Linked DNA regions of Mus musculus: regions 1, 2, 3 and 5 are each linked to region 4. Evidence: chromatin contacts called from public Hi-C, HiCAR-type and promoter capture Hi-C data. All regions are on one chromosome and are shown on one strand. The core of a region is the stretch at or near the end of the contact, and the rest is flanking DNA. Distances in the headings are between cores, read along the strand shown.

Evidence for each region. Promoter capture Hi-C pulls out the DNA fragments that hold promoters and counts their contacts. A called contact is a pair of places that touch in the nucleus more often than the background predicts. HiCAR-type assays count read pairs that join an accessible place to other places. Capture Hi-C pulls out chosen DNA fragments and counts their contacts.
Region 1: a HiCAR-type map of astrocytes shows a contact between it and region 4, with 3 times the contacts expected there. The contact joins the promoter of Rubcn here to the promoter of Umps in region 4. A contact is called at or near these places in 8 of 39 promoter capture datasets (the 3T3-L1 cell line, 3T3-L1-derived adipocytes, the HPC-7 cell line and 5 more) and 1 of 115 datasets of contacts at active chromatin or transcription factors (astrocytes).
Region 2: a contact with region 4 is called in a Hi-C map of B cells, with 6 read pairs. The contact joins the promoter of Cep19 here to the promoter of Umps in region 4. A contact is called at or near these places in 1 of 39 promoter capture datasets (hippocampal neurons) and 1 of 484 Hi-C or Micro-C datasets (B cells).
Region 3: a contact with region 4 is called in a promoter capture Hi-C map of adipose tissue, with 4 times the contacts expected there. The contact joins the promoter of Wdr53 here to the promoter of Umps in region 4. A contact is called at or near these places in 3 of 39 promoter capture datasets (hippocampal neurons, liver and pre-B cells) and 1 of 9 other capture datasets (adipose tissue).
Region 5: a promoter capture Hi-C map of pre-B cells shows a contact between it and region 4, with 2.6 times the contacts expected there. The contact joins the promoter of Lrch3 here to the promoter of Umps in region 4. A contact is called at or near these places in 2 of 39 promoter capture datasets (hippocampal neurons and pre-B cells) and 1 of 115 datasets of contacts at active chromatin or transcription factors (large pre-B cells).

Annotation. Positions count from the first base shown.
Region 1 is chr16:32,867,039-32,869,738 of GRCm38.p6, reverse strand. It overlaps Rubcn (RUN domain and cysteine-rich domain containing, Beclin 1-interacting protein), which reads left to right and starts at 1,373. Exons shown (of 19, transcript NM_172615.4): 1 at 1,373-1,646. The coding sequence starts at 1,579.
Region 2 is chr16:32,098,398-32,101,097 of GRCm38.p6, reverse strand. It overlaps Cep19 (centrosomal protein 19), which reads right to left and starts at 1,309. Exons shown (of 4, transcript NM_025892.3): 1 at 987-1,309. Pigx (phosphatidylinositol glycan anchor biosynthesis, class X) reads left to right here and starts at 1,371. Exons shown (of 6, transcript NM_024464.3): 1 at 1,371-1,628. The coding sequence starts at 1,529.
Region 3 is chr16:32,245,863-32,248,562 of GRCm38.p6, reverse strand. Wdr53 (WD repeat domain 53) reads right to left here and starts at 1,336. Exons shown (of 3, transcript NM_001185162.1): 1 at 1,296-1,336. It overlaps Fbxo45 (F-box protein 45), which reads left to right and starts at 1,538. Exons shown (of 3, transcript NM_173439.2): 1 at 1,538-2,069. The coding sequence starts at 1,752.
Region 4 is chr16:33,965,718-33,968,417 of GRCm38.p6, reverse strand. Umps (uridine monophosphate synthetase) reads left to right here and starts at 1,380. Exons shown (of 6, transcript NM_009471.3): 1 at 1,380-1,592. The coding sequence starts at 1,437.
Region 5 is chr16:32,912,677-32,915,376 of GRCm38.p6, reverse strand. It overlaps Lrch3 (leucine-rich repeats and calponin homology (CH) domain containing 3), which reads right to left and starts at 1,277. Exons shown (of 21, transcript NM_001081255.1): 1 at 974-1,277. The coding sequence starts at 1,235.

The DNA.
Region 1 (2,700 bases), core at 124-2,623, 1.1 Mb after region 4:
CATCTGATCCCATTACAGATGGTTGTGAGCCACCCATGTGGTTGCTGGGAATTGAACTCAGGACTTTCAGAAGAGCAGTCAGTGCTCTTAACCACTGAGCCATCTCTCCAGCCCCATTCTCTCTTGTTTCTTGCAGCTGATTTGTCTTACTCTTGACTATCATGCACAGACTAGTCTAGGGATCACCAGTCTATCTACTTCGCTCTTACCTCTAATGAGATACCTACTCTATCTCCTTTCCACATTGTAAACTTAGCTTTGTAAGCACATTTGCCATACCCTCTCATTTGATAAAACTCACTGTTCTATGGCTGATTCCAACTCCTTAACATGTCATTTCATAACCTGGTCTTGCTTGCATGAGAATGCCCACATCATTGTGTCCCACTCCTTTGCTTTAAAAAAACTTTATATATGTGTATATATACTGGGTGTGTATACACATTTAGTGCATGCATGCATGTACATTCATGGGGAGAGAATAACTCTCAGGAGTTGGTTCTCTCCTTCCACCATGGAGGTCTGGGGTTTGACCTCTGGTGGTTAGTTTCGGTAGCAAGCTTCTTTACTTACTGAACCATCTTGCCCTTTCTCAGTTTTGATTACTAAGAAGCAACGATTTTCAAAACTGCTATTTTCTTAATACCTGTGAGAGCTGTTTTGTCCATCTTCCTGCCTCTCCTCCCCTCCTTGTTAAACTCTTATCCTAGAAACTGCTCTGCATGGCTTTGGTGGTGTATGCTTATAATCTCAGCATTCTGGAGGCTGAGGGTCTTGACTTTGAGCCCAACCTGTGCTACAGTACCAAAACAGGGTGGAGAATTGACTCAAGGGTTAACTATCTGTTCTTGTAGAGGGTCCCTGTTCCGGTGCCTTCACGGGCACCTTACAAGCATGTGATGCACATACACTCAGGCACACGCATATACATTTAAGAATATTTAGAAAAAGAAAACAGTAACCTGTACCCCGACATCACTCCTGCAAGAGACCTTCCCTCAAAGTCTTCCTAGCCTTTCTACTGCCCTTTTCTGGTTCAGTTTGTGATCTCTTGGTGTAAATGCTTGGAGTCTTCCAACACCAAGAAGTATTAAATCAGGAATGGACTGAAGTGAAGTTAATCGAGTTAGGATTATATCAGTTTTATTGTCTATTTTAACCTCCGACAGAGTCTGATTTCCTGAGTAAAGTGTGACAGGAGTTCGCCCTCGAATTCCTGACTGTCGTTAGTTACATGGAGCTTTTAATCAAGGTTCCCTGCCCAGGGAAACTCGCCTAGCACATCACGTGTACCCAGGTTAGGGGAGCCTGGGATTGGATGGGGCAGTGCATGCCGGGAGAAGGATGGCCTTCGAAGGGCTTTTTGGGAATTGTAGTTCTTGGAGCCGGAAGTGGGGGTGGCAGGGGTAGAGCGGCAGCTGAGGCAGCAGTCCTTGACTCTGTCGCTGTCAGGGTGTAGTGCATGGTTCTAAGCTCACCAGCCATGGTGCCTCCCCTCTCTTGAGGGTGCTCCGGGTACCCTGGCGGTCGAAGCGGCCTGGAGCCTCTCTCTGGCCCCGAGACGGCCTTATAGTCCGGATGCGTCCGGAGGGCGCGGGAATGGATCTTGGCGGCGGCGATGGGGAGCGTCTGCTAGAGAAGAGCAGGTGGGCTGGGAGCGGCTGGCAGTCGGGGCTGCTTGCGTGCGCGGGAGCACAGGGAGACTTGGCTGGCATGACACGCAGTGCGGGGCGCGGCATCCTGTAGAGCTACTGTTCAAGTGACTTGTTTGGGAAGAATTTCCAAGAGGAGGGACTGGTGGGGCGTGTATAAGGACAAGGGAGGAGATGAATTTAGGGACGGTGAGCAACTGTGGGTATGATTCTTTGAGGGCCAGGGAAGACAGTGAAGAAACTAAGATACAAGACTGCCAGAGGAGAGGTGGACATTGAGAGTCTGGGAGAAAGGACTGAGGTGCTGTAGTGAGATTTTTATAGGCCAAAGTCTATAGATAAGAGCAGAAACAAGATTGGTGCCCTGCGTTAAAACTTGTGATAACCCAGACCGATTTTAAAAGGGTGCTAAGATATTCTGGGAGCTACGGTTTTAGATTACAATGGCTCAGCAAGGTTAGGAAGAGATGAATGTGGGTGAGGAGGAGAGGTAGGCCCGTGGGTTAAAAGAAACTGATTGCACTGGGTGTGGGCTCGCTGAAGGGACAGAAATCATGTGCATGTCCTTTGTCAGTGAGATGCTGCTGCCCTGAGAGGACCTCTGTTTCTTTTTTCTTCAGCCCCTTTGCTGCTTCTCCACAATGCAAACTAAATAAGCTCAAGTTTTTGTGGAATTATTGTCAGAAAACCTTAGCTTCTAGAAATAGGGGGATTATTTTCTTTTTAAATTTAAACAACTACACTTATGTGTGTGTGTGTGTGTGTGTGTCCTACTTAGGATTGCTTCATTAACAACTGGTCTTAGGTTGGGAGTGTAATTCAGGGTAGAGTGCTTGCCTAGCATGCAGGCAGCCCTGGGCTCCATCCTCAGCACCACAAGAACAACAGAAGCAGGGTCTCAACATCTTAAGAGGATGCAGGAGCAGAGGCACAGTAGAAATATGGCGTGAGGGAGTTTTTCTTGACACTTAAAATAGGTTTAGTACAATGATGGTCTCCAGAGCAGGTGAAGTCCCACGACTAGAAGCAAAATAATTTACCTTAAAAT
Region 2 (2,700 bases), core at 60-2,559, 1.9 Mb after region 4:
ATGAGATCTGACGCCCTCTTCTGGTGTGTCTGAAGACAGCTACAGTGTACTTACATATAATAAATAAATAAATCTTAAAAAAAAAAGAAAAATAGGAATAAAAGTGAGAGAAAGAGAAAATGAAATGTTCATCTAACTTCTATTCTTTTTTCTAGCTATATGTATGTCACATACATATATGCATAAATATAAATACATATATAGACTACAGTTTAGTTTTATCTCATACATACGGTTTCCTGTATTAAATGCAAATTTTATGGTTGCTAGGTAGATTTATCATATAGGATCACAGTCTGTATTCTCACCCTACTGACAGATGTGAGATTTTTACTCCTATGAGGTCAACCATAATAAAGTGCTGCCTTTCACATTGCTGGGCTTTGCCTTTGATCTGAGCCAATGCCCAGACACTATTCCCAGTTCACCTCACTAGAGTGTGATGTCAGTAAACTTTCCAGACACTATATGGTCTACAAACATAAGCAAAGGGCCACACTTGTGAATAGAGTCGATAATAACGTAAGGTCTTCACTAAAGAGTTTTCCTTTTAATTTATTATTATTATTGTTGTTGTTGTTTCAAGTCAGGATTTTCTGTGAAGCTCTCGCTGCCCTGGATTCACTCTGTAGACCAGGCTGGCCTCAAACTCAGAGATCTGACCGCCTCTACTTCCCGGGTGCTGAGATTAAAAGCATACACCACCACTACCTGGCCTTTTTTTTTTTTTGTTTTTGTCCATATTTCTTAATAGCATGTTTGTAGTGCTATATTACACTATCCTCCCACTTTCGAGACCCCATAACCTGCCTGCCGTTCAGCACCAGCACTAGGTCAGCTAACGCACTGGGAGGAATGACATTACATTTACCTAATGTATTTTTACCTGATATACTTTTCCTACTAGAGATTTGTTCCCCACAACACCGAAGGGAATACTGAGGTCCCGATTCATGTCCTCACCAATGCAAGGCGACCCTACTTACCCTTGAAGAAGTACAGGAAGTGCACATCTGAACAGCAGTGAGGGGGTGGTTTCCATCCTACTGCACTGCACAGAGGAGCTTAGGTCGACTTTGAGGCGAGGTGGAGCCTGACGCTGCAGGAAACGGCGATAGCCATAGCCTACAGGAATAACCATGGGGTGAACTCAGAGGCAGGGGGCTCAGCCCGCACGCATCCGGTTGTGGGCAGGAAGCGGGGCTGAGCGCGGGGAGTGCGGTCCTAAGGCAGCTCGCCCGGTCCAAGGGCCCACCTAGGCGCCCCGAGGATCGTTCCCAAGGCAACAGAAGGCTCTCAATTTGCGCTTGCGCAGCCTCTCGCCCCGCCCCGGCCGGGATGACGAGGGGCGGGGCCAGGGGGCTGGCCTCTCCGGAACCTGGAGTTGTAGGGAGATCCTAGGGTGGAAGTGTTAGCCGAGTTCTGTTCGGGTCATCGGGAAAGGTGAGCGCGCGCTCAGCGTGCTCAGATTCCTTCGGTGACCGCAGCTTGCCCCGAGCGCCCCTTTCGGGCGTCGGGCTCCGGCGTCCTGGCTGCCGGCGCTGTGGCCTGGCTGCTCCTTTGGGCAGCCTGGCTGGTCGGCAGGCTCGCCGCGGACTTCAGCGACGCCCCTTTCAGCGCTGGTAAAGGTCAGGGGGCTGAGCGAGTGTGTGCGGAGCTGGGGCGGAGGTGGGGAGCACCCGCGGCGCCTGGGGTACCCGAGGCCGGAGGAAGTTAGCAACAAAGGCCCTGTGCGCCCTTCCCTCCTTGTGATCTTTGCTGGGGGTCCCATCCCGGGCTTCAGAGCCGGGCTTTGTCTTTCCAAGGCGGGACTGGCCACGCTGTGACCCAAGTACGAAACAAGTACAGCAAGCCACGAAGTATCTTGGGGTGCTTATGGTTCCCCTGAAGATGCCTTGTGCTGCCTGAGAGGCAGTGAACCCTCGGCATCCAGCGAAGTGTGAGAATGCCCAAACAGCATGTATGGGAGAAGGGGTGAGGTGATGTGTTGTGTGACATACTTCCCAGGGACACACGCACGCACGCACACACGCACAACCTGCTCACTCCAGAAAGGTAACCTTTGTACCAGTGTCCAGTTTGGTAAACCAATGATTTTTTTTTTTTAATTGGGGCTACTATTAGAAATATGGGTGAGGGGCTACTTACTAGAAGCAAGGATAACTCAAAAGAAGCTGCATCAGTAGAAAGATAAAATGGGTGAGTCCTGAAAACTGCAACCCTGGAGCTCACTAAGCGACTTCCAGACAGCTCTTCAGTCCTAACACTAGTTTCCCCCCTCCCATCTCTTTTTCTCTGCAGTTTGCCCCCAGCAACTGTTGACTCGCTTTTATATTGTAGGACCCTCAAGCGTCTCCCAACTGCTTATTCTCCTGGCTTCATGTTGCTGAGTAACAGGTTTATCAGTGATTCACACTCTTATTTTAATGTTCTTCCCACACATTTCTTGCCAGTGTTTTAGAGCAGGGTACCTGGCTACTGAACCTTTAGGGTTTGTTTGTTTCTTAATATTTGATACTTGAGAAATGGTCTTTCTTGGAACTTGGTATGTAGACCAAACTGAGTGCTGGAACCAAAGGTGGTGCCATCTCACCAGTCTTGAACTTTTAGTCACTGAGTAATAATAGTTTTAGTGAATCATTTTATGAAGATTTCTGCTTATTCCAAGTGTGTAAGTGAACTCACTGAATCTTCATGTGC
Region 3 (2,700 bases), core at 87-2,586, 1.7 Mb after region 4:
CCTTCATAGCTTTGGACTAAAGTTAGTCCTGATGTGGAGAAACTAAGTGACAACCAAAACAACCAGAAGACTGTGGCATTAGCATGACCACAACAGACAAGAATTTGGGTTACTTGGTGCAAGACATCTTGAGGAAGGGATTAGCAAATCATAAGCATGTAATTATACCAGGGTAGGGAAGCAGCTGCTGTTCATTTGTTTTTACTAAAAACCAGGAAGTTAATTACACATAGGTGGATCTCAGGCAAGGTTTACTACATAAAAATTGCATGACACTGGACTTGATGCCTGAGTCTGTGAGCCCTATTATTATAATAATCACTTCATAGAGCTGCGTTGAGAATTATATATAAAAAAAAGTCAGATTAAAAGATCTCATCTATGCCTGGCTCACACTGTAGTTCTTTTACTTTATTTTATGTGTATAGCATGTATGTGTGTACAGCTCAGTCATTCCCGAAGCCAGAAGAGGGTTTGGCTCCCCTTGAACTTAAGCTACAACTCAGGTTAAGCCTTGAGCACCCATATGGGTGCTAGGAACGAACCTAGGTCCTCTACAAGAGCAGAAAGTGCTCTTAACTGCTCAGCCATCACTCCAGTCTCTATTATTCTTTTTCTAAATGCTCTTTAAAATAGCATAACTAAATAATGCTAGGTTCTTTTCCTCCCAGGAAATCATCTTTATGTTTCCACCTTACCTCATTCTAGGGATTAACAAATTACCAAACAAAACAAAACAAAAAAACCCAACAACAACACGTTTTTCTTAATCTTTTTACTACTACTTTTTACTGAACACACTATATTTTGTCCAAAAAGATTGTGACACTTAGTATTCAAATGACACTTTGAGATTACCTACACTTGTTTATTTAATCTCAAATATAATAAAACCTGCGTATTTACGAGGGTTGCTCAGGTTTAGCCACCTTACTTTGAGAATGGGTTCTGGTGAGTCCCCTACGGCGCTAGCCAGGAAAAGAAGATGTCAATTTCTCAAGGTAAAAAAAAATAAAATATAATAAAATGGATCTAACCTGACCACGACAAGAGGTCCTCAACTGCGCAAAGGGAAAGGAAATTGATCCAAGCGACCTGAAGGTGAAGGATCTAAGAATTGGCTAGCAAAAAAGGGAAGTGTCGTGAACAAAGTTAGAGAGGGAGCAGAAACCAAGTGAGACGGGAAACTCCGTAGGAAGAGAGGCCAAGGAGAGCCGAGTCAAGGCCATTAGAGGAAAAACAGAAAAAAAGCACTTGCGAACAGATCCGAACCCCGCTGGCCAACAGCCTCATACCTGGGCTTCCCGTTCCCGGTGGCGCCGAGCGATGACCTCACACGCAGCATCCAATCCCATCAAGCTTTAGGGAGCGAGGCGCCTCTGCCGAACAGTCACTTCCGGGCAGAGAGGCGCGGCGGGCGAGCTGGGCGTGCGCCCTTGCTTCTTGCCCTCAACTCGCATGGCGGATCCCGGGGCGCGTCGCGGGCAGGCCGGGCGAGGCGGGCGGTTCCGGCGCCCGCGCTGAGCGGCTCCGAGGGGCGGGAACCCGAGCGGCTCGCGCCATCTGCCCTCAGTGAGGCGGGGCGCGCAGCGGACGCCCCGGGGCAGGGGCGGGAGCGGTGGAGGCGCGAGCGGCTGGCGCTGAAAGGGGCGGTGAGCGAGCCGCTCGCGGCTGTAGGCGAGGCTTGGCCTCCCGCGCCGAGACGGGGCGAAGCGGCGGCGGCGGCGGCCCTCGGGCCGGCTGGTGAGGCGATGGCGGCGCCGGGCCCGGGGGCTGGGGCAGCCTCGGGCGGCGCTAGTGGTGGCGGCGCCGGTGCCGGCGGCGGCGCCAGCGCGGGCTCGGGGTCCTCCGGGGTCGGCGGCCGGTTGCCCAGCCGGGTGCTGGAGTTGGTGTTCTCCTACCTGGAGCTGTCCGAGCTGCGGAGCTGCGCCCTGGTTTGCAAGCACTGGTACCGCTGCCTCCACGGCGACGAGAACAGCGAGGTGTGGCGGAGCCTGTGCGCCCGCAGCCTAGCAGAAGAGGCTCTGCGCACGGACATCCTCTGCAACCTGCCCAGCTACAAGGCCAAGGTGAGGGAATCCCGGGGCCACGTCGAAGCTCGGCTCCTCTCCCGCCCGCCGCTCTCGGGGTTTATCTTCAAAGCTTGAGTCAGAGGTTTCACCTCAGCATCCCGCCTTCCCACGGCTTCAGCCAGTCAGGACCACTCTCACCCCTCCTCTCCATAACGATCTTTTCTTTGGATTGAAGTTCTGCTTCGTAATCCACCTCACTTTTTAAAATACTAGGTGGTTTCCCATCATTCATTTTCAGCAGTCTTTCTACTTTCGACAGTCTTTGCTCTTAAAGACAGATCACCAGCCGATACTCATGAGCATGTATTTTTTCTGGCCTCCAAGTAGACTTAAGGCATTAGTTCGTCGATGTCGCTTTAAAATAGGTCTAGTTGCTGGGATCTTTTGCGTTCACTACCCCTTTTCCTAGCTCTGATTAACAAGAACATTATTTTCACCCACGTTCTCTTAGGGCCACAATATTTCACGATTCCAAGTGATGATAAGACTAGGCATCCTGCTAATTAACTTGTAAGAAAGAGACTTTACTATTACTTCCTCTCATTGGCACCATATAACTCATCACACTGCCTTGTCCTGCTGTGATTGATAACTTTTTCATAGTTCTACTCAGGTGATGGCTCTTCTG
Region 4 (2,700 bases), core at 131-2,630:
AGAGCTTCAGCTTCAGCTCCAGCTGGATCGCACAGGTTTATGCATACAGGTTGGTAGGAGGCTTGATCAGGCTTCCAGTGTCTGCAGGTGATGCACAGCTGGGAATGAGGCTGATCTATTGAGCATTCTGTCAATTAACAGCACACAGAGATGAACGTAGTTGTTGACCTAGCAAGAAGAACAAAGCATTTTAACATCTGAATTCTTATTTAATCAAGGCCTTACTGAAGTTGCTGGTAATGAGAAACAACTGTCAAGACAACAAATTTTACCTGTCATGGTGGTGAACACTTTTAATTCAAGCACCCAGGAGGCAGAGGCAGATGGATCTCTGTGAGTTCGAGGGCAATCTGAGCCTTCACTACATTGTGAAGTCTACATCAGGCTGGGTAACATAAGGAAGCCCTGTTTCAAACCCAAAACAAACGCTGGGATCTATGGGGGTTTCCACGCTGGGAGCTCAACACGATCTCTTTAGAGAAAACAAAGAGACAAAATGAAATCTCAGTCTGTTTGATAAGTGGCATTTCCTTAAAATAGGAAAATACAGTCAATCCCAGCACTTGAGAGGCAGGTGGATCTCTGAGTTCGAGGCCAGCCTGGTCTACAGAGTGAGTTCCAGGACAGCCAAGGCTATACAGAGAAACCCTGTCTCAAAAAAAAAAAAAAAAAAAAAAAAAAAGAAAAAAAGAAAAAAACAAACAAACAAACAAAAAGGAAAATACAGTCTTAGGGGATTATCATTATTATTAACACAGGCTCACTAGATACCTAGGTCAGCCTTGAACTTGGAATCCTCCCATTTCAGGTTCTTACATAGCTAGGACTACAGGAGTTCACTTAACCAGCTAAGGGTTTTGTAAACCAAATATGCTTGAGTTTTCAAACTGCCCAACATTCCCCTTCCAGTTAGCCAATAGATACTGTCAGTTGATCCTCCCTAACTGGCCCCACCCTTCTTCATCTGGTACACTTCAAGTGGTCTAAAGGAAGTTTGTCAGCCCCTGAGTGCACGGTGACCTGCTTCAGATTTCTATGTGCAAATTACTATGAAACTCTCCCACGCCAACTGCTGTAAAATTAATACAAGAAGGTAGCCACAGGCTCTGTCTTAGAGGATTTTTATTTTATGGAAAGAAACCCTGAGAGATTAGGGAAGTGGCTGTTAACAGTGACTGGATCAGATAAAGAAGCGCTCAGCTATAAACAAAACAAACAAAATAAAAAATGAACGAAGCCTACAGATCCCTCCGGGGGAAATCAGGCTTCGATCTAGCTTTCAGGTTTGAAAACCCACCTCCCCAACCAGGAAGCATCTAGAACACTCAATGAAGCCCGCGGCCCGGGCCGGAAAGGGGGGCGGAAGAGGCGGGACTTCTGGGTGACGTCACGGGCCCCAAGCCCCTCGGCTTCCAGAGCGAACTGAGCGCGCGAGAATGGAGGTCGCCAGCCAAGCCCTGGGCCCCTTGGTCACCGAGCTGTATGACGTGCAGGCTTTCAAGTTCGGGAGCTTCGTCCTGAAGAGCGGGCTCTCCTCCCCAGTCTACATCGACCTGCGGGGCATCGTGTCACGCCCGCGTCTTCTCAGTCAGGTACCAGCCCCGAGGGACGGGATGGCTCCGGGTGGCGGGAAAAGAGAGCAGGAGATGGCGGGGGTGGCCGAAATTGGGGACAAGGGAGAGCCACAGACCAGGCAGGCAAGCCCTCCCGACTGCTGGTCTGGAGAGTGTGGAGGAGCTTGGGGACCGGGAGCCTTCAGCTTCTTTGAGACCTTGTTTCTGGACCGATCGGTGTAGACACGTGTTTTGCGAGAGTCCGGGTGTCCTGTTGGGCTCTGGCCGGCGGAGAAGTCCTTGAGTGAGTTCTGTGTACCTAACCCCCAGAAAGTGACAATTAGGGAGGAAAGGAAAAGGCGGGAGGGTGGAGAAATTAGTAGCGGATCAAACGACTCGATTTAATAGTGCATGGCCAGTAGCAAGAAGTGAAAGCCATATGGTGGATACCAGAAAGGCAGAATTTTTTGGTTGGCAAGGGTAAAGTGTGCACTTAGAGGTTTCTAGCCTGTTGTTTCTCAAACCTCGTGTCGGTTGTCTGTGAGTCACCGCCAAGTCGGCCTTGAGGCAGTGCTTTCTAGAATAACAAGCCTCCAGCCGAACTGCATGCAGATGGCATTTAGAATAAAAGGTTAGAAATGGCAGGAAGTGTTGCTAGGGACTCTGTGTGGATTATAGATCATTGTGAAGTTTGTATTAGCGTTTATAGTGGGTGTGGGTGTGTGTCCAGGTGTGCACGTGCCGTGGTACACTTTCGAAGATCAGAGTGTGTTCTCGCCCTCCCTCTCTGTCTTGAGGGTTAAACGGATTGAACTCAGGTGGTCAGGCTGGGCAGAAAAACCTTTACCAGAGGAGCCAGTGTGCCTGCCAGAATTGTTAATAAATAAAGCACTGGGGTTGGAGTCAAAAGTTAAAGGTCCCACTTCATAGTGCTGCTCAAGGCCAGCCTGGGCTACATGAGAATTTGTCCCAAGACCAAACATACTAATGGAATAGTTAAAAGTTACTAGTGGCTACTTTGTTGCCTAGTGTAACTGTAGAATATTTCCATTATTTGCAGAGGTCTATCAAGACATAATATGTATGTAGCCAGGTATGGTGGTGCACATCTATAATTCCTGCATTCAGGAAGCTGAGGCAGGAGAAT
Region 5 (2,700 bases), core at 28-2,527, 1.1 Mb after region 4:
TAGTGAAATATGTAATAATTACCAATCTTTGATGACTACACAAGCCTAAGAAAAAGTATTAACTCTCACATTTTAAAATCAAGCAGAATGAGGATGAAACAATGTATATGACATAAACACAAAACATTTAAACTACTTCTGAGGGGACCCCTCCCCTTATGTAAAACAAAAGGACTCAATTCTTAATCTACTCCCGGAGGAAGCTATATTTAAAACACAAGAGGAACACATTATATAGTATGTTGAATACCTCAGTTACCATACATTGTTTCCCACAACTAAGGAAACCAAATAATACTTAATCCCCATTCTCTTTCCTGTCTTAAACAATATAAGGCGCAGAAATGTTTTTAAAGGGAAAAGCAAATATAGATGTGGTAGACAATATCCTACTTCTTTTCATGTTTTCTTAGGCGGCGGTAAGAATGGAAGACGAAAGTCCTGAGCACCTAAAGATGGCCTATTTTTACAAGTACTTTTCGGTAAATCAGACGGAGGCGGAGAAATAAGCTGTTCCCAGTGTTAGAGTCCACATTACACACACATACTCGCACACACTAGGGAAAACGCCAGAGCGGACCTGGATCCTTTGACAATGCAGCACCCAGCGTCACCCATACTACGATGGAAGAACGTGCTTGCCACGCTCCAACTCTTAGCAAAGTCAATTCGGCATCCCAAATGCAAAGTGGTCTGCAGACACCGGGGCGAGGCAAAAAGTCTACGGGGCGGGCACTGATGCCGAGATTTCTGAGAGCGATTCAAGAAAGATCACCCGTCAACTGCCTCTCGCCGGCAGCGGAGATGCTGCTGCGCGCTGCCGCACCCCAGGCTCCGGGTCTGGCCAGGCCGGGAGGGTGCGCGGTACCGCCAGCGGTCCCCGTTACCCGGGGAGCCTCGGGCCGGTCGCCACACACCCCCTGCCCCCCACTCCACGGGTCCCGGGTAGCAGGGATGCCCGCGCCCCGCTCACCGGCCCGGGTGGTGTCCGTCAGGTCATGGTTGGCCGCTCCCCGGGGAAACTCCCTCAGTTTCCGGCCGCTCAGGCTCAGCACCCCGGTGACCGCCGCCTCTTCCAGGGCTCGGTCGACCGAGCGGCTCCAAGAGCCCGGGCCAGGACCAGGGCCCAACCCAGGGCTCGGCCCACAGGTCGCACCGGAGAGGTTTCCCCCGGACGCCACAGGGCCAGAGTACTCCGCAGCCGCTACCACAGCCACCAAGCCCGCGGCCGCCATTTCCCAGCCGACAACTCTCCGGCCCGGCTCTGCGCATGCGCCACGCGATCCGCTGGGTGGGCGGGGAAAGGGGCTCGCGGACCGGGGACAGCTCTCCCGGACGCGCTGGGCGCAACAAGCCGCCTGCCCCGCCCACAAGCAGGTTTTCCAGGGAAACCGAACCGACTTCGCAGAGCTGGAGCAGCCCGGTACCCTGGGCTCCCTAAAAGGCCACTACAAAAACCAAAACCCGTCCTTAACAGCGCTCCAACTCTCAGTGGTGGATTACATTAAACGGCAAAGATTCCTTAGCCCTGTTGCTGCCAGAAACTTGGGCACTTAGAGGGGACTCCCTGAGATAAGCCCAAAATTGTCTCTCAGCTTGTCACCATACCGCCAGATGATCTGAACTGGAATTTGTGGATATACTATTAGTTCTTGAACGGGAAAACAAACATACCGTGTGAGCAGATTCGGCTACAAAGTCCCTAATTCTTGTTGAAATTGTTATGTATTTTAGATTTGTTGTTGTTGTTTTGTTTGTTTGTTTTTTGTTTTTCGAGACAGGGTTTCTCTGTATAGCTCTGGCTGTCCTGGAACTCACTTTGTAGACCAGGCTGGCTTCGAACTCTTTTTATGAAAGAGCTCTTAATGAAACCAAACGTCTTAAATACTGTGGCTGTTTGCGCAGATTTTATCACTAGCTAGAGCAGAACGAATAATATTTACATCTAACATTGAAATCTGGCTATGTAATAAATGTTGGGATTAAATTTAGAACCGAAAGACCAAAACCGGAAACCATTCAAGTAATGAAAACTACCACTCACATTTAAATAAAACCCCACCCTCCCAGTCCTGCAGTCTCTTATTTTTCCAAATCTGTTTTAAATTCAAGCCATTCCTAATATGTGATGCAAATATCACTCACCAAATTTACTTTGCTGTACAGAATTCGAGGGCCTGTCAGATAAAGTCTCTTTTCTAAAGAATTAGCTAATTTTATTTTGGAACCCAAGGAGGCCAGTTACAATAAGAAAACAGCAATTGGGCTGAGTAGAGTGCACGGCAAAGCAGTCCCTCTAGAGCAAGAACGAGTGAGGTGGGTCGGGCAGTGGTGGCACACGCCTTTAATTCCAGCACATGGGAGGCAGAGGCAGGTGGATTTCTGAGTTCGAGGACAGCCTGGTCTACAGAGTGAGTTCCAGGACAGCCAGGGCTACACAGAGAAACCCTGTCTTGAAAACAAAACCCCACCCCACCCCCAAAAAAAAGAACGAGTGAGGTTTTTGAATAAAACCTGAAGTTACAAAATAGGATGACAGAGAGCAAAATTCCAAGTATGATTTTGATGCATGTGAGCACATTAAGACACAGATGAGAAAAATCTATCACAGAGCACAAAAGAAAATATGAGGTGTGAGAAGCTGCTCATCACTCAAAGCCCAACTTCAGGGAAGCCCCCAAAAAGCACTTTCCTGAGTTC